Regions from separate parts of the Sus scrofa genome. Here all the other regions are linked to region 4. A link is a contact called in public Hi-C and HiChIP or PLAC-seq data. All regions are on one chromosome and are shown on one strand. The core of a region is the stretch at or near the end of the contact, and the rest is flanking DNA. Distances in the headings are between cores, read along the strand shown.

Region 1 (3,337 bases), core at 160-2,659, 350 kb before region 4:
GAGGACGGTTAAGGGACAGGCTCCTCCTGGCTGTGAGGACAGGGAAAGGCAGCCCCAGGAAGTGCCCCCTGCAGGCGTGGCTCCGTCCAGTTCCTATCAGGCGCAGCAGCTGCTGCACGGCCAGGACAGAGCCACACACTCACATTGTGCCCTGCCTTGGGGTGCCTGAGGGTGGGGTGGCTGCCCAGAGGAGCCGCAGGCTGGGGCCTTGGGCCCCGGTCCCAGGACGTTCCGTGGAAGCTGACCGTGAGCCTGGGGGGCCGGCTTCCTCCAAGTGCCTGTGGGCGTGTGTCTGCGCCTGGGGCCGGCCAGGAGCACCCTCCCACGAGGAAGAAGGTCTCCAGGGGGAAGGAGAGAAGGGACCCTGGGGCAGGCCCATACCCCAACTCTCCCAGCTCCACCCAGCTCTGCAGTGCCCCCCCCCGACCCGCCGGGATGCAGCCTGGCCCTTGGACCCTCAGCAGCCTTCACCCCCCAGACATGTCTTCGGGAGCGCTGTCATCATCAGCCGGCGCCTCCGGGAGGCAGGGTGGCCAGGCCCGGGCCGGGCTCCTCTTAGCAGCTGGAAAGGTGAGCTGGGCTTCTGCAGCCAGGGTCTCGGCCCACGAGCCCAAGGCTGGGCCCGTGGAGGTCACCTGTCCTGCCCAGGACCACTTGGAATTTAGCACAGGAATAGGCGGGAAGTCAGAGTCCAGCCCACGTTACTGGGACTATTTTGGGGACTATTTTGAATGTGCTTGTGCCCACTTGGTCTCTTCTGCGGCCGGAGCACCAGCTTCATCGTGTCTGCCAACCGTGTAACAGAGTCAACCTCCAGGCCTGGAGATGCTGAAAGAATACTAAGGGAGGAGTCAGTGGGTTAAGCCCCCGACTAGGATCCTTGAGGACGCAGGTTCCATCCCTGGCCTCGCGCCGTGGGTGAAGGATTCGGCGTTGCCCGGAGCTGCGGTGTAGGTCGCAGATGCGGCTGTGGCTGTGGTGCAGGCCGGCAGCTGTAGCTCCCATGCGACCCCAGCCTGGGAACGTCCGCACGCCACGGGTGCGGCCCTAAAAAGAAAAAAGAAAAAAAGAAAACAACAGGAATACCAAGTGATGTACCCTTTGCCGTGCTCACACTTGTAAGTCAAACCAAACACGTGTGTTTCGGTGGAAACCCGAGCGTTGTGGGGGAGGGGAGGGCACCTGCGCCGACGGTCAGCAGTCAGTGTCGGCTCAGCTCCGTTAGACGGGAGGGGTGCAGCGTCCCCCCACCCCACGCAGAAACCAGGTTTTCCCCACTGATTCCAGGATCAGCGACCTCCCTGTGTGTCTGTCTGGCACGTTCTCTCGGAGCTGCTTATAGCAGCTGCCTGGCTCTCCCTGGATTCCGGAGTAAACATCTCCAGCGGGCGCTCATTTTAATCCGTGAGTCACGCAGGAGCTCAGCCTTTACTGAGAATCCTCTTGTAACGGCTGCTTTAGGTCGGTGGGAGTCACCGTACACACAGCGAGGGTGCGTTTGCTGTACTTACGGAGCCAAGTGAGTTAAGCCAATAAACGCAATTTAGGAGGTTGGAAGGTACTCAGTTGGTAAGAGGAAACAATTGTTCAAAGATCTTGTGACAATGTTTGAATTGAGAAACAGGTGGTTTTCAAAAGTCTGGAAGTCCGGGTTTTAAGGGTGGCGGGGGCTCAACCTCCGGCCTGCGGTCCAGCGACCCCAGCCCTCGTCCCCGCCCCCAACCCTAACCCCGCCCCCGCCCCCCGCACCCGGAAGCCCAGCCCAGAGGCCCACCTGCCCGGTGCCTCCGCCCGGATTTCGCAAATGGGTACCTGAGGGCTTTTCACTTTCTAAAGGCTCCCTTCAGGAGGGGGTGGCTGTGTCCCCAGCCTCTCCACCCAGTTTACAGCCGCACCCCCACACCGCCAGCCCCCCTCGCCGGCTCGGCCCCGTGGCAGCGGCCACCCTGGCGGATGCTGAAAGCTTCTGCAGGTGGCAGCACGGCCCCGTGGTGAAGCTGCCCTGCGGCTTCAAAGGCGCACCGCCAGGGGGCGCGGGTCCCCTGCCGCCCGAGGCCCTGCCCTCGACTGTGACTGCCCAGGCCGGGGCTGTGACTGTCCCCAAAGGGCTCAGTGAAAGACTCCCGGGCTTTGAGAGGCGGTCAGGGCTCTGCAGGTCGCGGGGCCGTCACTCTTCCGGAGACCTCCGCGCACTTGGGCCCAGAGAGGAACCCGAGGCAGGAAGCCCTTGTTACCCGGCTCAGGGGGCCAAGCGGAGCCTCACATTTCTGGCTTCCCCTCCCCCCGTGGCCCCCCAGCCGAGCCCAGGGACCGTGCACTCCACGCAGCTGTGCCTTGGGGCCAGTCCTAGGGCTGCTGGAAACAGGGAGGCCCCCACAAGCTGGAGCGACTCCCCATGGATGGGGGGTCAGCCCTGCCTCCTGGAGGCCAGGTCTGATGGGCGGGGAGCTGGCCCAGCACCTTCCCCAGAAGCTGAGGGGCCTGGGCCTGGCTCGGGGCCAGCGTGGGCACCCAACTACCTGTGCATGTGGGGGCTGTGTGCTTGGCAGCGGCTGTGCCCTCTGCAGCATGGCCAGGAGAGGCCCCCACACCTCCGTACAGTGTGGACTCCCAGAGACTGCAGGCCAGGTTGCTGGGTGCTCAGCAGGCAGCAGAGGGCCCCAGGGCTGGGCTGGAGCCCAGGTGGCTCCTTCAGCTGGGCTCTGACGGCAGCTCCCAGACACCAGACAGCTCAGGGGCCACGCCGGGGGTATTGCAGGAATACAGGTGCCTGGGCCAGGGGTCTGGGGGCCTGCAGGGCTTCTCCCCCTGCGGCCCCCTCAGGCTCACAGTTTCTGCCAACAGCCGCAGCTCCCTGTGCCCCCCAGGCCTTGACACTACTGTCCACAGGGTGCCAGCGCCAAGCTCGCCTGGGCGAGGCTGGTGCCCGGTTCACCCAAGTGGATCCCTGTCTCCCTCCTCTCCCCCGCTGCCGGCGAGCTTCCCAACCACGTCTCCACAACACGAGCACCAGGCGGGGCCTGCCTCCCTCTGCCCGCACCCCCTCCACCCGAGCCCCAAGCCACACGAAGTCCAGCCCTCCGCTGGGCGCCTGGCTCCCCTGGACAGCCTCCCAGGAATGTCCCTCTGAGGCACGTGAGCGTCTCTCCCCTGCCCTGTCGGAGCGGGTGGGGCTGGCAGGCAGGCCAGCGGGCAGTCGCCCGATGGGGACGGTCACCCAGGCCCGCCGGTCACTCCCCTAGAAGGCGTTAGGACCTGTCCGCTTCAGGACGTGCCCCACCTGAGCGCCCTGGGGCCTCCCAGGACAGGGGTCCCTCCGCAGACACCACACCCACGT
Region 2 (3,138 bases), core at 141-2,640, 460 kb before region 4:
TGGACTACTCCCTGGGGCGTGTGGAACCCCCACCGATGGAGCCACAGCCCCGAAGCAGGGGCAGCGAGGCACCGCCAGCACCGCGTGACGGCGAGGAGGGCGGGTGAACTGGGCTGATGACTCGAACCCACCCTCCCTCCATGCAGGTCCCTGCCTGGCAGTGTTCTGGGTAGTTTCTGGACCCCCGGGGCAGGTGTGTCCCCAGTGGGCAGTGAGACGGCACGGCCCAGCCTGCTCACCCCTAGTGCCACCTTCACGCATTTCCTGGGCGTGAGTGCACCACGTGGCCCCGTCTAGCTCCCGACGTGACACCAGTGACCACGGAGTAGGGGAGAGGCTTGGTGACACAGTCGCCTTTCCTGCCTACTGACACAAAGAACAAGGACCTGGACAGGAAACCGTGCCGAGCTCGTCAGAGATGAGACAGGCATTTGCTGCTTGTAGTTTTCATGTAAACCTACTCAACTGCATAAGTCTGTTTATGCACTGAGTTTTAACAATGCTGCATTGAGCGACCAGCCCCCAGACCCTGACACCCCACTGGGCCCCAGCATATAGCCAGTGCGGCCAGGGGCTCTGCTGGAAGCAACCCGCTGGGACCCCTGCTCTGTCCCTTCCTGGAGAAGCCCTGCTGCCCCAGGCTCTCTGAGCGTCCGCTTCCCTCCGAGCCTGCGTGGCGGTCACTGTGCCCGGCCCTAAGGTTTGACACCGCCACACAGGCCGGTGCCGAGAGACCAGCCGTGGGGGACACAGGGCACGGGGCCTGCAGTCACACGTGCCTAGAACCTCACACAGGGGTTCCGTCCAGAGCCTCTTGGCAGCTGAGGCAGAGTGGCGGGCCTTCCCCGGCCTCCTGGAAGGGGCTGCCGGGCAGAGACCCCAGCAGGGCTGACGGCACGGAGGACGGACAGGAAAAGCCCCTGGGGTGTGGCACGACGAGCTCGGGTCCCATCCAGTTGGAAGGAACGCAGTGAAGCAAGACCTGGGCGGGTGCGGGCTCCAGGCCCCCAGGAGGCCACGTGAGCGCGGCCGCGGCTCTAACTCAGCCCGCGCACCCCGCCCACCTAGGACAGGTCACTGCCCAACGCACACATGTGCTTGGCCCAAATTCCTTACCCAAGAAAGGCGCGTCTGCTAATTCAGGGAAGAGCAGGCGACAGATAGAAATACGTGGATTCTTTCACAGGAAAGCTCAAGAAAAATATTTTGGGAAAAAGTGAATTAGAAATTTGGCAAGGAAGAGTCTAGGGAATGAACACACACACACACACACACACACACACACACACCATCCAGCCCAACCCAAAGCAGCTCCCCTTCCTGACACTGTGCAGGTGCCGGGCTCGCAGTTCCCAGGAAGCCAGCAGTGCGGCCCAGGCACAGCCGTCCCCCCACGGCCGAGAGTCTGCAGTAAAAATAGCAACAGCCAGGCCTTGTTCGGGCTTCTCCAAGGAGCCGCATCTGAGTGACCTAAAAAGGAATTCCATCCTGCAAACAAACCAGTGGAAGCCTGATAGCCAAGATAAGGAGCCGAAAAGGGACAAAGGAATTTCTTGAGAGAAACAGATTACTGCTATTTACCAGCCATGCCTTGAGATCCCCCGCGAGCAACGCCTGCCCGCCCTCCAGCCTGGGCCGTGCCAGGACGGTGGGGGCCGGGGGCCGGGGGCCTGCCCCCAGGAGGAAGCCCAGACTCAGCTCCTGCAGGCCCTGAGTGGACACTCTCCCGGGTCCAGGCCCCACAGCAGCCGCCGACCCGGGCACGGGGTGCAGGTGTGTGGCCAGCAGGCCCTCCTCCTCGTAGCCCAGCACCCAGGGTGCCACGAGCTTCCGTGACCTCCCAGCGGGCAGAGGGGCTGCCAGGCCATCCGTGAGCGTGTCTGCCTGGCCCCGTCTAGGCAGGAGGACCACTCATCCAAGCTCTACTCACAGCGGCTTCCCCCAAGTCCCCAGCCCTCAGCTGCCCCCAGTGCCATCCCTTCCTGGGCCCCCCGAGTCCACAGGGAAAGGACCCCATGTCGACAGCCTCCGGAGCTCTGTGCCCACCCAGCTGTTGGCAGAAGCATCCGTCTCCTCCTCCGGCCTCGGCCCAGGCTCACCCAAGAGCACAGACTCCCAGATCCCACCTCGTCACTGCCGTCAAGCGCTGGGGGTCCTTGGGCACCTGACTGAGCCCCGTCCTCCCCAGGGTGCTGGGGCCCCACCCCTCCTGCTGGTCCAGCCATCACTCTCCCCTCACGGTCCTGTGCCAGGGAGGCCACCTAACCCCTTCCAACAAGGGGACCCAGCTCCCATACCCCCCGCTGCCCCTGCCTCCGCCGTCCTCTGTGCCAGGGCCCCCAGCGTCGCCCGGGGCTCAGCCTTCGGCATCACAGCGACGGGCCGCCGTCCTGCTCATGCAACCCAGGCAGGTCTCAGAACCTCCTTAAGCCTCCCTTCCCTCGTCTGTGAAACGGGTTTGACGGTGACCCCATCACGGGCGAGCAGGGCCACACGCGAGCACTCACCACGCAGCAGCGACGGGCCCAAGGGGTGGGACGCAAGGAACACGAAGCAGGTCACTGGGTCCTGCGGGCGGACGATCCCCACACGTGTGCACTTGACACGTTCACACACCCACGTGGCCGGCACAGTGTGAGCTGTCTGCACAAGCACTGAGTCCACCTCTCAGGACGCACGACCGAGGCGCGACGCCCCGTGTGCAAGCGGGAGTCTCCTCAATCCCCACCTCGGCGGGGGCCGGGGGGCAGCCCGGACACACTGCGCCACCAAGTCCGTGGGCCCCGGGGGGGTGGGCCCACCTCTCCACATCAGGGCAGGGACGCCGCGCAGCCCCGGTTGGGCAGCCGCAGCCCCTGGCCCAGGTGTGCAGAGCCGTGCCCGGCGCCGGGCCCAGGATAGGGGTGGGTTTGGATCATTTTATCCAGTAGAACAGACACGAACTGAGAGCTCGCTGTGGTTTCAGTTCGCTTCTCCAGAAAGACCAGCGACGCGAGCGCCGTTTCACGTGTTCCTTTACCACTCACATGTCTTCTCTGGCCAAGTGAGCAAATCCCTCGCTCATTTGTAAATTGGGTTCTTTGCTTTCTTGGTATTGACTTTGGAGAATTCCTTATGTATTCTAGATACAAGCCATTC
Region 3 (3,032 bases), core at 125-2,624, 340 kb before region 4:
ACTCAGCAGAGTCACTCCCCAGGCCACTGACTGTCCCTGCCGCAAAGCAGTGGCCCTCCCTGCACCCACCCTGCTGGCAGAGGCGCAGCGGTCCCCGTGTACATGGTTGTGACAGTAGTTTTGAAAAGGTCCCAGCTGGAGTTCCCCTTGAGGCTCAGCGGTTACGAACCCAGCTAGTAATCATGAGGTTGCGGGTTCGGTCCCTGCCCTTGCTCAGTGGGTTAAGGATCCGGCGTTGCCGTGAGCTGTGGTGTAGGTCGCAGACGCGGCTCGGATCCCGCGTTGCTGTGGCTCTGGTGTAGGCCGATGGCTACAGCTCCGATTGGACCCCTAGCCTGGGAATCTCCATATGCCGCGAGAGCGGCCCAAGAAATGGCAAAAAAAAAAAAAAAAAAAAAAAAACAAAACTCCAAGTGAAAGCAAGATGAACTTGGAATTTTTGGTCAAGGTGAAGAATTTTCGTATAAATCTGCCTCATTCACTGTTTAATCTGAAATTCGCATTTAACCGCGGACCTGTACTTCATCTGGCACCCCTCCCCCTTCGCCCCTCCCTGGCCACCCCAACGCCGAGCCTTATTGCAGACAGAGAAGGACCCCAGGGGTTGGGGGCAGCACAGAGGGGTGTGCTGGGGTGCCCCTGGGCTCCGCCCACATCCCAGCAGGGGGTGCCCCGCCCCCAGCATCACTGTCCCACTGGTCAGGAACCTCCTGAGAAGGATCCCGAGTGGGCTGCGCTCGCGCGTGCCCGGGTTATCTCGGCGGGTGGCAAGTCTGAAGTCTGCGGGGCCGCAGGCAGCAGGCAGACACGGGGCCAGCTGACGTCTGAGGCAGAATTCCCTCTTCCACAGGGAAGCTCAGCCCTTTTCTCTTACATCCTGTGACTGGTTGCATGACGCTCACCCCGGGCTCGAGGGCCTGAGAAACAAACCACAGGTAGTGGCCTCGGCCTGGTTCCTGACACTGCGCGTGGTAATCCCTTGGAATTTCCTGGGGGCTGGCGGTGTCTTGTTCCAACGAGGTGACTCTGCGTGGCTCTCGGGTCGGGCTGGTCCCAGGGGGACCAGGCTGTGCCTGGGAGCTGAAACTTTCATCCTCGGCCCCACTCTCTGGGAGATGGGGGTTTGGGGGCGCTGACACTGGCTTCATGACCAGTTCCCCGCAACCATCTCAGAGGCTTGGGTTTGGGAGACCCCCACCCCTGTGCTGGGAGGGGGGCACCCCCCGCGCCCTGCAGACCCCACCCTGCCGGCTCTTCCGCTGGCAGTTCCTCTACACACTTATTATTCAACGAGCCGGCCTGGGGCCTGCGAATGACTAAATCCTGACCAGCAAATGACTAAGTCCTGACCAGGGAGCTCTGAATTGGTAGCTGGGGCAGCAGCACTTGTGTGTCACCTGGGAATGTGTGACGGGGCATCTGAAGTGGGGACGGTCTCGTAGGGTGCAGCCCTCACGTGCGGGGCTGGGCCAACTGGCTGCTGTCGGAGTTGAACTGAGTCACAAAAGACACTCAGCTGGTGTCGGGGCTGCACTGGGGGCAGGGAGCCACAGGCCTGAGGGCCCATGCACCCTGGAATGAAAAGGAGAAATAGGGCCTGTATTTATCCATGGAGGGCCCTCGCCTCCCTCAGGGGTGCCCGACGGCAGCCCTTGCAACGCGTCCAAAAGCCCTCCGCAGCCCCCTGGACGGCCGTCCATCTACACAGCTGGCCCCGAGGCCCAGCCTGGCTGACTTGGGACCTTCACCATGGCAGCAGCCAAGGCTCCAGAGGGTCGCACTGCTGAGTCCTGGCTGCCCCCCACGGGGGCTACCCTCGAGCCAGGGAAGGACCCGGACACCCTGCCAATTTGCGCACTGCGCCCACAGCCCCAGCCCCAGACGGGGCCCTGCACCCACTCGCTCTGTCCCCGGGCAACACCAGCCCCCACCCTGGAGGCCCATAGGCCCACTGTGCCCCGGCTTTGTGGCTCGGGTGCCAACCCGGTGTCCAAGGCACCGCATTAATCGTCACCAAGGCCAGTCTCCAGGTCAAAGCCATGGTTGGGCTGCGGTTTTGCTGACTCAGAGCCGAGAAGGATCCCGTGGTGAAAGGGGCCCCCCGCATTCCCCGGACAGAAGCCTGAGCTCCTGGGCTGGCGGTGGGAGTAGGGGTGGCGGGTCCAGAAAGGCTTCGGCAGGAGGTCTGAGCGCCCTGCTCCAGGGCTCGTGCACCGGGTCACTGGGTGCGGGGCGGAGGCCCCCTGGGGTGGAGGCTCTGCTGAGCGCCGGCGGCCCCAGAGCCCTTCGTTGCCGTCGGGTGCAGGCTGACATCCTGTTTGTCCTCATCCAATATCAGCTCAAAGGGCGAAACGGGTTTCTTTAAGATGAGAACTAAATCCTGCAGTTTTAATTTTCATGTGCCTCTAAGGCAGACAGATTCCAATTAGCGAAGAGGAAAATCTCCCTGTTGGGTCCCTGCGGGACTGCGCCCCACGGCGGGGAGCAGAGTGGGGGAGGGCGGGCACAGGGTGCGGGAGCCCCCGCCACAGAGGGGGGCCCGGCGGGAGGAGGGGCTGCCTGAGGGACCGTCCCTGGGGGCTGCCCCTCGCCGGCCCTCTCCCCTCCTGTCGCTCTCCACACTGCAGCCCCCTTCTTCCTGGGCGTGGGCACAGGGGGTGGCCACCTCTGCTGCTGCACAAAGGTCCTCCCCAGGCCACCATCACTGTGCACCCCAGTCCTGGCCCCCGGGCTGCTCCCTGGCCTTGGAGGTCAGCTCTCTGCTGCCCAGGGCTGGGCCTGAGGACGGGCTGCCTGCCCCCCTGCTCTGTGCCCGTCCCGAGGAGGTGGCACTTCTCCGGGAGCGTGGAGGGGAGCAGGGACCACAGCACCTCCGGGCACTTCATGGGCCTCAGCGGCCCCCGCGGTTCTGGCTGAGGCTCCCCTCTCACCACCGCCTGCACCTGGGAGGCCTCAGGACAAGGCATGATGGGGCCCTGCTTTCAGGCCTGGGCTGGGGGGGCCACCTTTCCCCTGCCCACTCGGCCTGTGAC
Region 4 (2,967 bases), core at 304-2,803:
TGCCTGCTTACTCCGGGCACTGTTCGTCTCACAAGGCCAAGGATTTCCAGGTGTCACACTGCCGGGGACGGTGCAGAGCAAGGACAGGGGAAGGACAAAGGCCGTGGGAAGCGGCGAGGTGGGGGAAGGGCACGCGACCCGCGACCGCAGCGCCTCAGCCACTCGCGTTCACGTAAAGACAAACACTTTTAAGGCAAGGTTCAAGGTTCACAACGTGGAGGGAGAGAGAGGAGCAGGAGCGTCCCTCTCCGCTCTAAACCGCCCAAGTCTCCAAAGCCGCCTCGGCGTCCGCCGCGCACCAGGGAAGGCGGAGCGCAGCTTCCCGCCCGCGGCCCGACACCCGACACCGTCATCAGGAAGCACCACCGACTCCCAGTAACGCCGTACAGCTCAGGAATGCGATCTGCAGCAGGACCGTTAAAGCACATCCCTGGAGGAGGGAGAAAAGTCTGACGATAAATTGGGGAACTTCAGAACCTTAGAAAGTAATCGCAAGGATCAAGGGGTTCAACCTTGTTTTTAAAGCAGAAACTGAGCAGAACCGGTGATGAGAGAGAAGCTGGTCTAGAACCGAGACCGCCCGCCCCGTTCCTGACAGTGTGCAGGTACCTCAATTTCATGTTCCCCGAGCCTCCAATTTCTGCAATTATTTCCATAGTTCCACTAAACGCGGGAAGCAGCCACTTGCAGAGGAAAGAACCCAGAGTCCATTCGGGAGACCCGAGACGTGCAGGCTCCGTGACCGTGGACTCCTTAGGTAACCCGCGGGCCGCCGCGCACCTGCCCCGCGCACCTGCCCCGGCCCCCGCCCCGCGCACCTGCCCCCGGCCAGGAGCCGCCGAGCGCGGCCTTCCCTGCGGCCACGGCCTCGTCCACGGCCCTCTGACCTGCGGGAAGCACCACTGCGAGTCCCGCCGCCGGCCGGGCAGCCGCCGCCTCCCGCTCCTGCGGGCGCAGCGCGCGCGTCGGAGCAGGCCCGCGCTCGGCGCCCCCAGCCCCTTGCCCGCCCCGCGCCCCTCGCCCCCCGCGGGCCCCTCACCTGCCATGGCGGGCGGGCGCCGAGGCGGCGGCGGGAGAAGGAAGCGGCCGCCGCGCCGCCACCGCGAACACCTCAGCCAAGCAGCCGCCGCGGGATTACCTCTTCCTTTTCAAAATGGCGCCCAGCGCTCGGCACCCCGCGCAATGACGTCATCCCCCTCCGCCACTTCCGCCGCCGGGGCGGGGGCGGGGCCTCCGGGAAGCCTCCTGCGCCGAGAGGGGCGGGGCGAAGGCCCGGGGAGAGGGGGCGGGACTGCGCGGACGCGCCGACTGAGCCTGCGCAAGCCGCGCTGCGCCCCGCCCCCCCGGGGAGGGAGGCTTCGTGGCCGCCAGGCGTCCGAGGACCGGTGGCTGTGGGTGAGCCGGGGCTTGGCGCTGCCCTGAAGATCTGTTGGGGGCCCGGCCGCCTCTCTGCGCAGTTTTGGAGGGCGCCAGCCGACCCCGAACCCCAGCCCGCGGGTCCCCCGCGGCTTCGGCTAATGAGCTCGCGGTCCTCTGGTGGAGCAGCCAATGGTGAGCGTGCTCTGCGGCAGGAGGGCGGAGCTTCGGAGCAGGTGTGCACCTGGGGCGCGCCGCCCTGAGACCTGTGGGCAGCTACCCCTGGCTGTACTGCAGAGATCAGTGTCCACCTTTGACGGCCGACCTGCGCAGAGCTCACCGTTGTCTACCAGACCGCTAGTTCAGGGGTTTCTTGAGCTCCTCCTATACCATTCTAAGGAAATGGTTGTGCGGTATACTGTGGCCCATTGTACCTTCATTCGTGAGCGCGTTTCCTGGGGCCTGTTGGGGGGTTATTCATTTGTGGCGTTGATGTGTCTGAAATCATAACTTCTTTCGGTGATACTGAAACAGGAGCGAAAGGGCTGAGCACACCCTTTAAAGGACATGGCAAAAACTGGTTAGAACCAACTGGGTCTAAGACTCGACTTCCGGTAAACCTTGAGTCTCCTTGTTTGCTCATTGTAATGCATCAGCATGCTAAATGACATGGCCACAAGGTCCCAGACAGTTCTGAGACTTGACCATAACAGACCAAAAAGTAGACGGTTTTCCTATTCCTGAAACACCCTAGCCCCTTCCTGAAAGAGTTGCAATAATCCTCCCGCCTGTTGGCCTATAAAATTACCTAGTCCAGGCGTTCTCTTGTGGCACAGTGGGTTAAGGACTGGGCATTGTCCCTGCAGCAGCTTGGGTGGCGGCGGTGGCACGGGTTTGATCCCTGGTCCAGGCACTCCATTCGCTGTAGAAAGTGGCACAAAAATTAACCTAGCCCTTAACAACTCACCACCCCATATTCCGGAGCCACTCTCTGTTCATGAACCCTCCTGTGTTCTGTCTGTGGCATGTTTCTTGCAGGGCCGCTCTCGCCTTTTGAGACGGCCCACACTGTCTACAGAGTGTGTCTGTCCCTCAGTAAATCCATTCCTTACCTATTGCTTTGCCTCTCGCTGAATTCCTTCCACACTGAGACATAGAGAGCCTGCATTGCATTAAGTCCTGAGACCAGCTGTGCCGTTTCATGGAGGGAGGAGGGGAGGTTGGTGGGATGTGGCCCCAGGCGAGAGAGCAAGGCCTGGTGCTTCCCAGAGCTTCCAGGAAGAGCCGGCCTGCCAGCACCTTGCTTGCAGGGCTGTAAGACCTAGCTGAGACGTCTGACTTCCAGAACTTGTAAGAGGACACCTTTGTGTTGTTTTAAGCCACTAAGTTTGTGGGAGTTTGTTACAGCAGCCACAGGAAACTCATGCACATTCAGGCTCATTTGAGGTGGGGGGAGCAGCCTTTCTCTGGGAGCTGCAGACGCAGCAGCCCCTACAGAGGCCTGGCCTCGCCGAGGCAGGAGGTAGATGGGCCTCGGGGCTGAGAATGGCTGGGCCTTGTCAGGCTGAGTAAACTGGGCCTGCCTTCTCTTTGACACTTCAAGGAGAAATG

The links. A called contact is a pair of places that touch in the nucleus more often than the background predicts. HiChIP or PLAC-seq counts read pairs in DNA pulled down with a chosen protein or histone mark.
Region 1: a Hi-C map of embryonic fibroblasts shows a contact between it and region 4, with 3 times the contacts expected there. The contact joins two enhancer-like sites. A contact is called at or near these places in 5 of 47 Hi-C or Micro-C datasets (embryonic fibroblasts, mesenteric adipose tissue, omental adipose tissue and 2 more) and 2 of 2 datasets of contacts at active chromatin or transcription factors (alveolar macrophages and skeletal muscle).
Region 2: a Hi-C map of retroperitoneal adipose tissue shows a contact between it and region 4, with 1.7 times the contacts expected there. The contact joins two enhancer-like sites. A contact is called at or near these places in 3 of 47 Hi-C or Micro-C datasets (embryonic fibroblasts, retroperitoneal adipose tissue and subcutaneous adipose tissue) and 1 of 2 datasets of contacts at active chromatin or transcription factors (skeletal muscle).
Region 3: an H3K27ac HiChIP or PLAC-seq map of alveolar macrophages shows a contact between it and region 4. The contact joins two enhancer-like sites.

What each region holds. Positions count from the first base shown.
Region 1 is chr14:140,684,968-140,688,304 of Sscrofa11.1, reverse strand. No RefSeq gene overlaps it. Among named protein-coding and RNA genes, the nearest start is that of INPP5A, 50 kb to the left of the region's middle. Within about 2 kb of position 1,409, at least 24 of the 83 cell types and tissues checked have an H3K27ac peak or open chromatin away from gene starts, as enhancers often do. A contact at or near this core is called in embryonic fibroblasts and retroperitoneal adipose tissue, where this site is marked.
Region 2 is chr14:140,797,548-140,800,685 of Sscrofa11.1, reverse strand. The region is part of intron 2 of INPP5A (type I inositol 1,4,5-trisphosphate 5-phosphatase); the gene reads right to left. Among named protein-coding and RNA genes, the nearest start is that of INPP5A, 62 kb to the right of the region's middle. Within about 2 kb of position 1,390, at least 35 of the 83 cell types and tissues checked have an H3K27ac peak or open chromatin away from gene starts, as enhancers often do. A contact at or near this core is called in retroperitoneal adipose tissue and skeletal muscle, where this site is marked.
Region 3 is chr14:140,668,888-140,671,919 of Sscrofa11.1, reverse strand. No RefSeq gene overlaps it. Among named protein-coding and RNA genes, the nearest start is that of PWWP2B, 35 kb to the right of the region's middle. Within about 2 kb of position 1,374, at least 9 of the 83 cell types and tissues checked have an H3K27ac peak or open chromatin away from gene starts, as enhancers often do. A contact at or near this core is called in alveolar macrophages, where this site is marked.
Region 4 is chr14:140,334,052-140,337,018 of Sscrofa11.1, reverse strand. It overlaps LOC110256827 (basic proline-rich protein-like), which reads left to right. Exons shown (of 6, transcript XM_021073721.1): 2 at 36-70; 3 at 277-375; 4 at 833-1,551. Among named protein-coding and RNA genes, the nearest start is that of BNIP3, 36 kb to the left of the region's middle. Within about 2 kb of position 1,553, at least 73 of the 83 cell types and tissues checked have an H3K27ac peak or open chromatin away from gene starts, as enhancers often do. A contact at or near this core is called in alveolar macrophages, embryonic fibroblasts, retroperitoneal adipose tissue and 1 more, where this site is marked.